Regions from separate parts of the Zea mays genome. Here region 1 is linked to region 2. Evidence: chromatin contacts called from public Hi-C data. All regions are on one chromosome and are shown on one strand. The core of a region is the stretch at or near the end of the contact, and the rest is flanking DNA. Distances in the headings are between cores, read along the strand shown.

Region 1 (5,005 bases), core at 1,602-4,101, 89 kb before region 2:
GGTCATCGTGATTACATCAAAGTGGACAATTTGTTCAGTGATGCTGGTGACAAGGGTGGCGATGAGGATGTTGGTGCTACATTGCTAGAGCCTAAGGATGCGGAGCTTTTCGAGAACATAGCTCGCCTTAACGAAGATGACATTTTATCTAGGAACACGAGGTGGCTCAAAAATTTTAGAGAGATGAAGCCATCAATAATTGATCCGCTCTATGAGAATATCGATTGTCCGAAGCATATGACATCACTGCATTTTAATCTCAAGTTGCTTACAGTGGAGGACCGTCATGGTTTCTCAGACACTGGCTTCAACGAGATGTTATATGTACTTGTTGAAGCTTTTCCTGAGGGTAACAAAGTTCCTGTGTATACTTATTGGGCAAAGAAGTTGACCCGCCCAATGGAAATGAAACTTAAGAAGTTTGACGCCTGCCCTAACCACTTCATACTATATCGAGGTGAGTACGAGAAATTAGAGAGTTCTCCACACTACAACACTAGTCGATGGAAGACGAATGCTAGCTACCGCATGGAAGATGATCCCTCAAGTATGACGAAGAAGACCAATCAGAATTACCCGCCTCAGGATGAAGAGGGTTACACACTGAGGAGGAGTCCTGCATTGTTGATGTGGTATCTATCCATAATTGATCGCTTGTGTGCTCTATTTGGGAACTCCGAGGATGCCAAGCTAATATCCTGACATGCCTTAGATGACCGCAAGAAGGACGATGGCAAGCTGCGACACCCTTCTGTTGCTTGCCAGTGGAAATGTTTCGACAACTTGTTCCAGGAGTTTGGCGAATTGGCTAGGAACATCAGGTTTGGGCTTAGTACCGACGATATGAATCCGTTCGGTGAACTCAGCATCTCCCACTACACTTGGCCGGTCATCCTCACCATCTACAACTTGCCTCCATGGTTATGTCAAAATCGCAAATATCTTTTGTTGACAATGTTTATTTCAGGATCGAAGCAGCCTATTAATGATATAGATGTGTTCCTATAGCCATTAATGGAGGACATGCAAACACTATGGGAAAATGGGGTCGATATGATGGATCCATCCACCAAGGAGTCGTTCACTCTAAAAGCCATCATCTTTGTCACCATCACTGACTACCCTGGTCTTTTCTCGTTGTCAGGGAAGATCAAAGGAAAGATCAGTTGCATAGTTTGTCTTGACAATACTTGCTGCACTTATCTCAAGGGATCTTGCAAGACTGTGTACTTGAGGCACGTACGATTCCTCATGAAAGGGCATAGGTACCGAAGAGCTACGATGAATAGGTACTTCGACAACAATGACGAGCCACAACTTGATGAGCCAAAGAAGACGGAGTATGGGGAAAAGGTGTTTGAGATGGTGAAGGACATGGATCATATCGAGTTCGAAAAGAAGAAGAATGACGAGACCATGAAAGGGAAGAAGAGAAAGTTGGATGAAATGGAGAAACCATCAGTATTCGTTCCTTTTTAAGAAACAACTAATCTTTTTCAAACACTTATCGTACTGGAAAGAGCTACATGCGCCCCACACAATAGACTGTATGCATCTGTAGAGAAGAATGTCTTTGAAACTATTATCAGCGTGTTGCTAGACATGAAGACAAAGACCAAGGATGGACTCAAGTCATGCACTGATCTTGTCAACCTCAGCATAAGGCCAGAACTTCACTTGAGACAACATGGGAATGGGAAAGTTGAACTACCAGCCGCGACCTACAACCTAATAGATGAAGAGCAGCCAACGTTTTGCATGTATCTAAAGCAGGTGAAGGTGCCAACCAATTTTTATTCCAACATCAAAAGTATGGTCTTGAACTCTTGATGAAAGACCGCACGTTGACCAACTTCAACTCCCACGACTGACATTTTTTTGTAGTTAAACAATGACAAAATTATATATATCAACACGCAAAGGAGAGAACGATTGCTGTGCAAGCAGTCCCTATATGCAAGCATACAAGCGAATCATTTGATCCATTAGATTATGATCCAACGATAGATGCGGTCATGGTTTGTTAGGGTTCTTTTATAAAGATACTTGGCCTTTTGGTGGAAGGATTTAAGTGTTAAATGTGATATACGATTGAATCAATGATCATGATCTAATGGATCAGATGGTTTGCTTTGTATAACCGTGGTTGCCAGCAATGGAAACCAAGCGCATGAAATTCAGGAGAAGTGATAAAAAATGAGCATATGCATATGTATGCAATTTCGATTGTGCTCGCCGCACAGCTCAGACTATATAACACCACCATTGCAACAGCTGCACATGTTTTTGTGTGAAGCTCTAGCTGCTATAGAGAGGATGTACAGCACTACGGCAGGTCGGAACCTGTTGCAGTTAATTGCTTCTTCTATGCTAATAGATGTAAAGTTCTACTAGCTGCTAGAAGATGTAAAGCTGGGCATTGCAGAACTCAGTAGGACAGTAGCTACAGCAATCTCATGATCAATGAATATAGATCAAAGCATTGATAAAAACTAAAAAAAGAAGAAGAGAAAATGGAGTAGTACTGTCCATTATTCTGTGCCACGACCTACCGATCACTGCAGGAGAAGATATTTTCCCTACCTGCATCTCATCATTCATACAGTCAAGTGTCAACACGCAATTGCTGGATCACTGCAGCCGCGAGATCATCTCCATCCATCCATCCATGGATGGAGGAGCTAGCTAGAGAGGTGGGGGGATCCCAATAGGTTGAGCTGAGAGTGACATGCATACTCACATGATCTCAAGCCCTATCATTCGTCGCTCGTGGGCCCCACCCCTCACATCGACGGCCTATAGTCCCTCTCGCTCTCGCCCCTCCTCTTCCTCTCCCACCGGCCTCAGCTAGTAGTAGGATGCTAGATGCCGCTTCATCTTCCTCTTTAAGAAAGCTAGCTGGGGCTTGCTTTGTATTTCTCTTCCCAACCTTTTCCCCTCCATGTCTCATGTAAACTGAAGCCTACTGATCTACAACCACAGCGCCTTTGCTGAAGATCTCACAATTGCAAACCAAACACACCATTTTTCCCCGGCCTTTATCGGAGTATCCTTTGATCACCAGTCCTGTCCTGTTACAAGAACAAATAGCACTCTTTATCCAGCAGCTAGCCAACCACCTGCTATCCTAGGAAGTTCGACAGAGCTGCATCCACATATAATATTGAGCTAATCTAACCCTAAACCCCCTCCTAAAATAGTTGTGGCATATAGTACTGTTACATACTCCACCAGATCCCTGAAATAGCATACTAGTCAATAGTCAACAGCTGTAGCAGCAGCCGGAGCTCGCTCGAGAAGCGTGAGCGGGGAGCCCCATGGAGTTCACGCCCGCGCATGCGCATGCCCGTGTCGTTGAGGATTCCGAGAGGCCTCGCGGCGGCGTGGCCTGGGTGGAGAAGGAGCACATGTTCGAGAAGGTGGTCACCCCGAGCGACGTGGGGAAGCTCAATCGCCTGGTCATCCCAAAGCAGCACGCGGAGCGCTACTTCCCCGCGCTGGACGCCTCGTCCGCCGCGGCGGCGGCGGCGGCAGCAGCCGCGGGAGGCGGGAAGGGGCTGGTGCTCAGCTTCGAGGACCGGGCGGGGAAGGCGTGGCGCTTCCGCTACTCGTACTGGAACAGCAGCCAGAGCTACGTGATGACCAAAGGTTGGAGCCGCTTCGTGAAGGAGAAGCGCCTCGGTGCCGGGGACACAGTCTTGTTCGCGCGCGGCGCGGGCGGCGCGCGCGGCCGCTTCTTCATCGATTTCCGCCGCCGTCGCCAGGATCTCGCGTTCCTGCAGCCGACGCTGGCGTCTGCGCAGCGACTCCTGCCGCTGCCGTCGGTGCCCATCTGCCCGTGGCAGGACTACGGCGCCTCGGCTCCGGCGCCCAACCGGCACGTGCTGTTCCTGCGGCCGCAGGTGCCGGCCGCCGTAGTGCTCAAGTCGGTCCCCGTGCACGTTGCTGCATCCGCGGTGGAGGCGACCATGTCGAAGCGCGTCCGCCTGTTCGGGGTGAACCTCGACTGCCCGCCGGACGCCGAAGACAGCGCCACAGTCCCCCGGGGCCGGGCGGCGTCGACGACGCTTCTGCAACTGCCCTCGCCATCGTCGTCAACATCCTCCTCGACGGCAGGGAAGGACGTGTGCTGTTTGGATCTTGGACTGTGAAGACAATCAACATCCTCTAGCAAAAAGAAGGAGAAATTGGGTCGAGGAACTGATGGGGCACTGACACACGAACTGATATGGCTCCAGTACTGCATCTGCATGTGTAATTGTTGATGAATTGGTATTTCTTGATGATATCCTGCTCATATAATCATATTAGCTCATTTGTGCTTTCCGTAACTAATGTGTGTTTCTTCTCTTTTCTTGATTTGATCTTTGTTCCGAGGATATGATATCGATCTTGCTCATTATAAATGTACATATTCTGAATCATCTCTGACTAAATTCAGTAATTATTTAAGAACTGCACTGTTCACTCTGCAAGTCTGCATACGATATCAGTTAGCCCCCAATGTTTGCATATCTTACTGTTTGGGTCAGGTAATTTTGTAGTTTTGGTTTCTCGAAGCACTGTAGCCCCTCTCCGGGCAACTTCACAAGGCTCTCCCCCCAAAGCAAGGAAGCACCGTAGCAGAGGCAGTTAATGGATGACTGGATCAGGTCAGATCAGACCCTACCCTACTCTTTTTCCTAAACATCAGATGCTTTTCCATGGATATCTATACACTCCACTGCTGTATCCTCATGTCTGCAGCAGCTGTATTTACTATCATTCTTGGCTTGGTTCTTGTGCAATTCCTTCGCTGCTGCCCGCAGGCTGCCACACCTGATATTCTGATTCGCTTCTCTGCTTCCATTGCTCACTCCTGCATGCTGCAGCAGTGCAGCTCTTCCGGCCTGTAATATTCTTACAAGGAACCAACATAGATCCTGCTGGCTCGGTTCTTAAACGTTAAGGCCCTATTTGGAAGCTTAGTATTTTTATAGTTCTGAAGCAATACTATAGTAGGAGT
Region 2 (5,010 bases), core at 1,063-3,562:
TTTTTCACATCTGACAATGAAGCATACCTCTGTCTCTCATGTTTGGCGTTTTCCCCTTGTCATTTACCACTACAAATAAAATTTTAAAAGTTATTCATAAAAAATAAAAACAAAAAGATATATCATGAAGTCATATGTGTCACCTAATTAATTAACATCATTAAGCTTTTGCGCGCGACAATGATGTTGTGCTTCACACTTTTCTAGCCAAATATTTTTTCCAAACAACAAGACAATGTTGCATACCTTTTTGTTCTCAAAGTCTTTTCCTCTCAACGCAATTATTGTTTATATACTATTAGAATAGATCTCTATATTAGATTCTTCATACATATGTTCCATTACTTATGCAGTTAATATAGAGTATCTTGATTCACATCAACTTGTGTTATTTTTGTATTATTGTTGATGGAAAATACGGAGTCCAGTGCCTAATAGTTTTATGTGTGGCGATTTTGTTTGTCCACCTCTTTTATTAATATTTACCTTCCTGCTTAAGCCAGCACTATCTAGGACATTACTATCTTTGTGTTAGTTATATTAGATCTTTCTGTTATAGCATATGTTTTCTTTTGTTTGGATTGTGTAGAGTTAATTGCTTCCTTAGTCCTAAAATGATAAGCATATTTTATACAGGAGCAAATTATGCAAAATAGAATTTCATTCTTAATTCCCCTTACAATATATTGTCGTTTATTTGCTAAATTATCGATATCACCTGAGGCATTTTAAATAGTGTGTAATTTATTTATGCAAGTTTTATGTCCTAGAGTTATATATGATTTGACTAATTGTTGGTCAAGGTTTTTAAAATTTAACTTTAAGGCATGTTTGGGAGCCCCTTGCTCGTCTAGGGATGGCAACGGGTTTAAAACCCGCGGGTACAGAGATTACAAACCCATACCCGCGTGATTAATGTTAAACCCGTACCCGCACCCGCTACCCGCGATGGGTAGCGTATGTTACCCAAACCCGCTACCCGCGGGTTTATGGCACCCGCGGGTACACCCGCGGGCACAGTCATATAATAAATATTTATTAAACTGATAGCACATAATAATAAATATTTATTAAACTGATAAAAACATGTATCGATCTTAGCCAAAAGTTCTACGAGTTTCCTGGCGCATGTAGTCTTCTTTTATATCATTTGATTGGCGCCGCTCGCTCAAAGCTTTCGAGGTGGCACTAAATTGAGATGCACGGTGGAAATGTGTTTGCCGTTGCCAAGGGCCAAGGCCCATTAGCTAGCTACCAAAGGCCGTGAGGAGGGGACTGGGCGAACGCTTCCTGTTTCACGCTGAGGCCGTGGCGAGGGGGCTGTGTGCACGGGGCCATGAAGCCACAAAGAAAGTCGTCATATTATATATATACACACGTGGGCATGGGTACAACATTTTCATACCCACGAGAAAAAACCCGTTGGGTTGAGAATCAAACCCGTACCCGTACCCACGGGTACAAACTCACACCTAAACCCGCACCCTTATAGGGTTTTTACCTGCGGGCACGCGGATAAAATGTGCCCGTTGTCATCCCTATGCTCGTCTATGCAAAATGCACTTGTCATTCTAGGAAGGAGGGACGGATATAAATTAAACAAATCTCTAAAAAAATAATGAGGTGTTTCAATTCCTTGATGGAGGATGTATGACCTCATGACACATATATTAGAGGTCAATATTATTTACACACACAGATAATTAACAGTTTTATATATGCATCTACGACGACGTATATAACTAGATGATGGTTGTGAGTATATCGTGTGCTAGTGTGCATGACTTTTCATCCTAGCGTGTAGAGAAACGATATAGTAATATATAAAGCTTAAGTAGCTTTATTAATTACTTTGTGTGCCTATATATATATATATATATATATATATATATATATATATATATATATATATATATATATATATATATATATATATATATATATATATATATATATATATATGTATATATGTCGGTTGTGCTCGAAGGAGAGACCACACTATATGTATAGAGCGAACCAACCAATGAGAATTAAGTCTGCGTGCACGCCAACAACAGCAAGGAATGGAAGCAAGCATGCATGCATGACAGGCAAGTGCATCATTAAAAGGCTGCAGGGTCTTTACCTCCCGGTCTACTGAGCATTTGCGCAGGTTTACTATGCCTCATTGCCTCCGGTCTACTGCTGAGCATCGATGGTCCTCCTCCGGGCTCCGGTCCTTCCTAAAAAAAGCAGCTTCATTCTACATACGTATATGGACCAATCGGGTGCCATCATACGTTGTTGCAGTAGCCAGAACAGAACCCAGCTTTTCACACGTATGCGTTACGGTACTTATGAGTACGACCTATATATGTAGTACTGCCTGCACTGTAATGCACAGTATGCTTTTGGCGAGACTTGACAAACTTGGGCCACAAATAAAGGGAGCGAACTACGTACGTGGTACCTCACATGGGCTTTATGTCTCGAAGGCTCGTACATGACAATAACATGAGAACAAAAAGAAAACTAACATACAAAGAAATTTGCTACTACAATGCTCGTGCTTGTGGTATTCGTTGGGTAGGCCAGACCCTACCAACAGGCAACAGTGCAACGACTGAGTGACATGCGAGAGCCAATAAACCAGTGTGATGGACCCTCCCCACAAAAATAGCCACAAAATTAAATTTAATATCAAAAGTGAACATATAGTTCACATACTAGATATTAAACTGATAAGAATAAATATTACACTCAATCTTAGCCAAAAGGTCAAGAAAAGTATGAGTTAAAAAGGAGTCCGACCGCTTTTTTTATAGCTCGCCCGGTCGCTCGTTCACCTTTAGCGAGCGTGGTGATAACTATGTGGGAGCTCTACACTGTGTGTGGCTTTCTGTCGTATTAGGCTTGGGTGGTTTCTCACGGTCCATCTGTGGGGTAATGGTCAAACCACTGGTAGGAGAGAAGTGGGAGAGAGGAACAAACCATCACCCTATTGTGTTGGGCTTAGGTTAGTTTCTTACGGTCCATCTGTGGGTTAATGGCCCACTGATAAACGAGAAGCAAAGGAGAGGGAAATAAATATACGCATCGTCGAAACTGGTGCTTTAAAAGAGTAGAGATTGGTGTCATTGTATCATGGTCATAGTTTAAAGCAATTTTTGGTAGTGTACGAGATTGCTAAACCCTATTCGGCTTCGGGGGGCAGCTTTTCTTCAGCCAGCACGCAAATTTCTCTCCTCCACTAGTATTATAAAGTTGCGCGACGACCTATACCGTCAACTATCACTACCGGAATCCAAGGCTTTGCCGAGTGTTGTAATCTTTGTCGAGTGCCTTTTGTCGGGCACTCGGCAAAGAAGGCTTTGCCGAGTGCCGCTCTCGGCAAAGCTAGACTCTCGGCAAAGAGACTCTTTACCGAGTGCTGGACACTCGGCACAGGACGACACTCGGCAAAGACTAGTTTGCCGAGTGTCAAACACTCGGCAAAGGGGGCTCTCGGCAAAGGGCCGTCAACGGCCGTCCTAAAGTTGATGGCCGTCAGTCTTTGCCGAGAGCCAGCGGCTGGCACTCGGCAAAGAGGATTCTTTGCCGAGTGTCACACATCTAGCACTCGGCAAAGTGTATTTTTATTTTTTGATTTTGTCTCCCAAACTTTTTGTGGTATGTTCCTACACTATGTAGACCTACATGTATCATTTGTGGACAATTATAACATAGTTTTCAATAGTTAGTAGATTTAGTTTGTTTTTTTGAAATTCTTCGGAAAATTCAAATTTGAACTGCAGGTCACTCGAAACTTGGAAAACCGTGCATGAAAAAATGATATTCATGTTACTTAGCATAAGTTACGACCGATTTCAGATGCGTAGCGGAAACTTCGAGCAACATGCTCACTAAACATGGCCGTGAACTTGGCATCCACGTGTTTAAAAATTGTATAAAACACAAACAAAGTCAGAAAATCATGAAACTTGTCCCCGTGTCATGATATCATATGTATAGGCTGTGATAAAAATTTTAGAATGTTTGGAGAAAGTTGTGAGACACTATGTGTAGAAACCTAAGAGATCCACATTGAAACTCTATGATTTCATGTGTAGTCCTCTTAGTTTTCTACACATAGTGTCTCACAACTTTCTCCAAATACTCTAAATTTTTTATCATAGCCTATACATATGATATCATGACACGGGGACAAGTTTCATGATTTTCTGACTTTGTTTGTGTTTTATACAATTTTTAAACATGTGGATGCCAAGTTCACGGCCATGTTTAGTGAGCATGTTGCTCGAAGTTTCCGATACGCTTCTGAAATCGGTCGTAACTTATGCTAAGTACCATGAATATCATTTTTTCATGCACAGTTTTCCAAGTTTCGAGTGACCTGCAGTTCAAATTTGAATTTTCCGAAGAAATTCAAATAAACGAACTAAATCTACTAGATATTGCAAACACTGTTATAATTGCCCCAAAATGATACATGTAGGTCTATATAGTTTAGAAACATACCACAAAAAGTTTGGTGCTGAAAACAAAAAAATACAAATGTACTTTGCCGAGTGTCGTGTGGTTGACACTCGGCAAAGTAGGATTTGCCGAGTGTCCCGGAATGGCACTCGGCAAAGAAGTGAAAAGTAGTCTTTGCCGAGTGCCCCTGGATGGCACTCGGCAAAGAAGACGCCTTTGCCGAGTGCCGCCGATCTGGCACTCGGCAAACCATATTTTAAAAATAAAAAAAATCTTTGCCGAGTGCCGCATCGCGGGCACTCGGCAAAGAACATAAACTTAGCCAATCCAACGGCTTCTCCTTCTTCTCTCTCTCACTCACGCTCACCCGCTCGCTCGCCGCCGACGCCCGCGCCGCCCGCGTGCCCGCTCGCCCACCCTCGCCGCCGGCCACGCGCCGCCCCCGGCCGCGCGCCCGCTCGCCCGCTCGCCCGCGCCGCCCGCGCGCCCGCCGCTCGCCGCTCGCCGCGCGACCGCGCGCCCGTGCGCCGCCCGCTCGCCACCCGCGCGCCCGCC

The links. A called contact is a pair of places that touch in the nucleus more often than the background predicts.
Region 1: a contact with region 2 is called in a Hi-C map of tassel, with 2.6 times the contacts expected there. The contact joins the promoter of LOC103639087 here to the enhancer-like site in region 2. A contact is called at or near these places in 5 of 25 Hi-C or Micro-C datasets (ear, endosperm, leaf and 1 more).

The regions. Positions count from the first base shown.
Region 1 is chr9:131,280,339-131,285,343 of Zm-B73-REFERENCE-NAM-5.0, reverse strand. It overlaps LOC103639087 (putative B3 domain-containing protein Os10g0537100), which reads left to right and starts at 2,851. Exons shown (of 1, transcript XM_008661883.3): 1 at 2,851-4,455. The coding sequence starts at 3,318. The coding sequence ends at 4,151.
Region 2 is chr9:131,190,918-131,195,927 of Zm-B73-REFERENCE-NAM-5.0, reverse strand. It overlaps the pseudogene LOC111590223. Among protein-coding and RNA genes, the nearest start is that of LOC103639086, 41 kb to the right of the region's middle. Within about 2 kb of position 2,312, at least 11 of the 20 cell types and tissues checked have an H3K27ac peak or open chromatin away from gene starts, as enhancers often do. A contact at or near this core is called in ear and tassel, where this site is marked.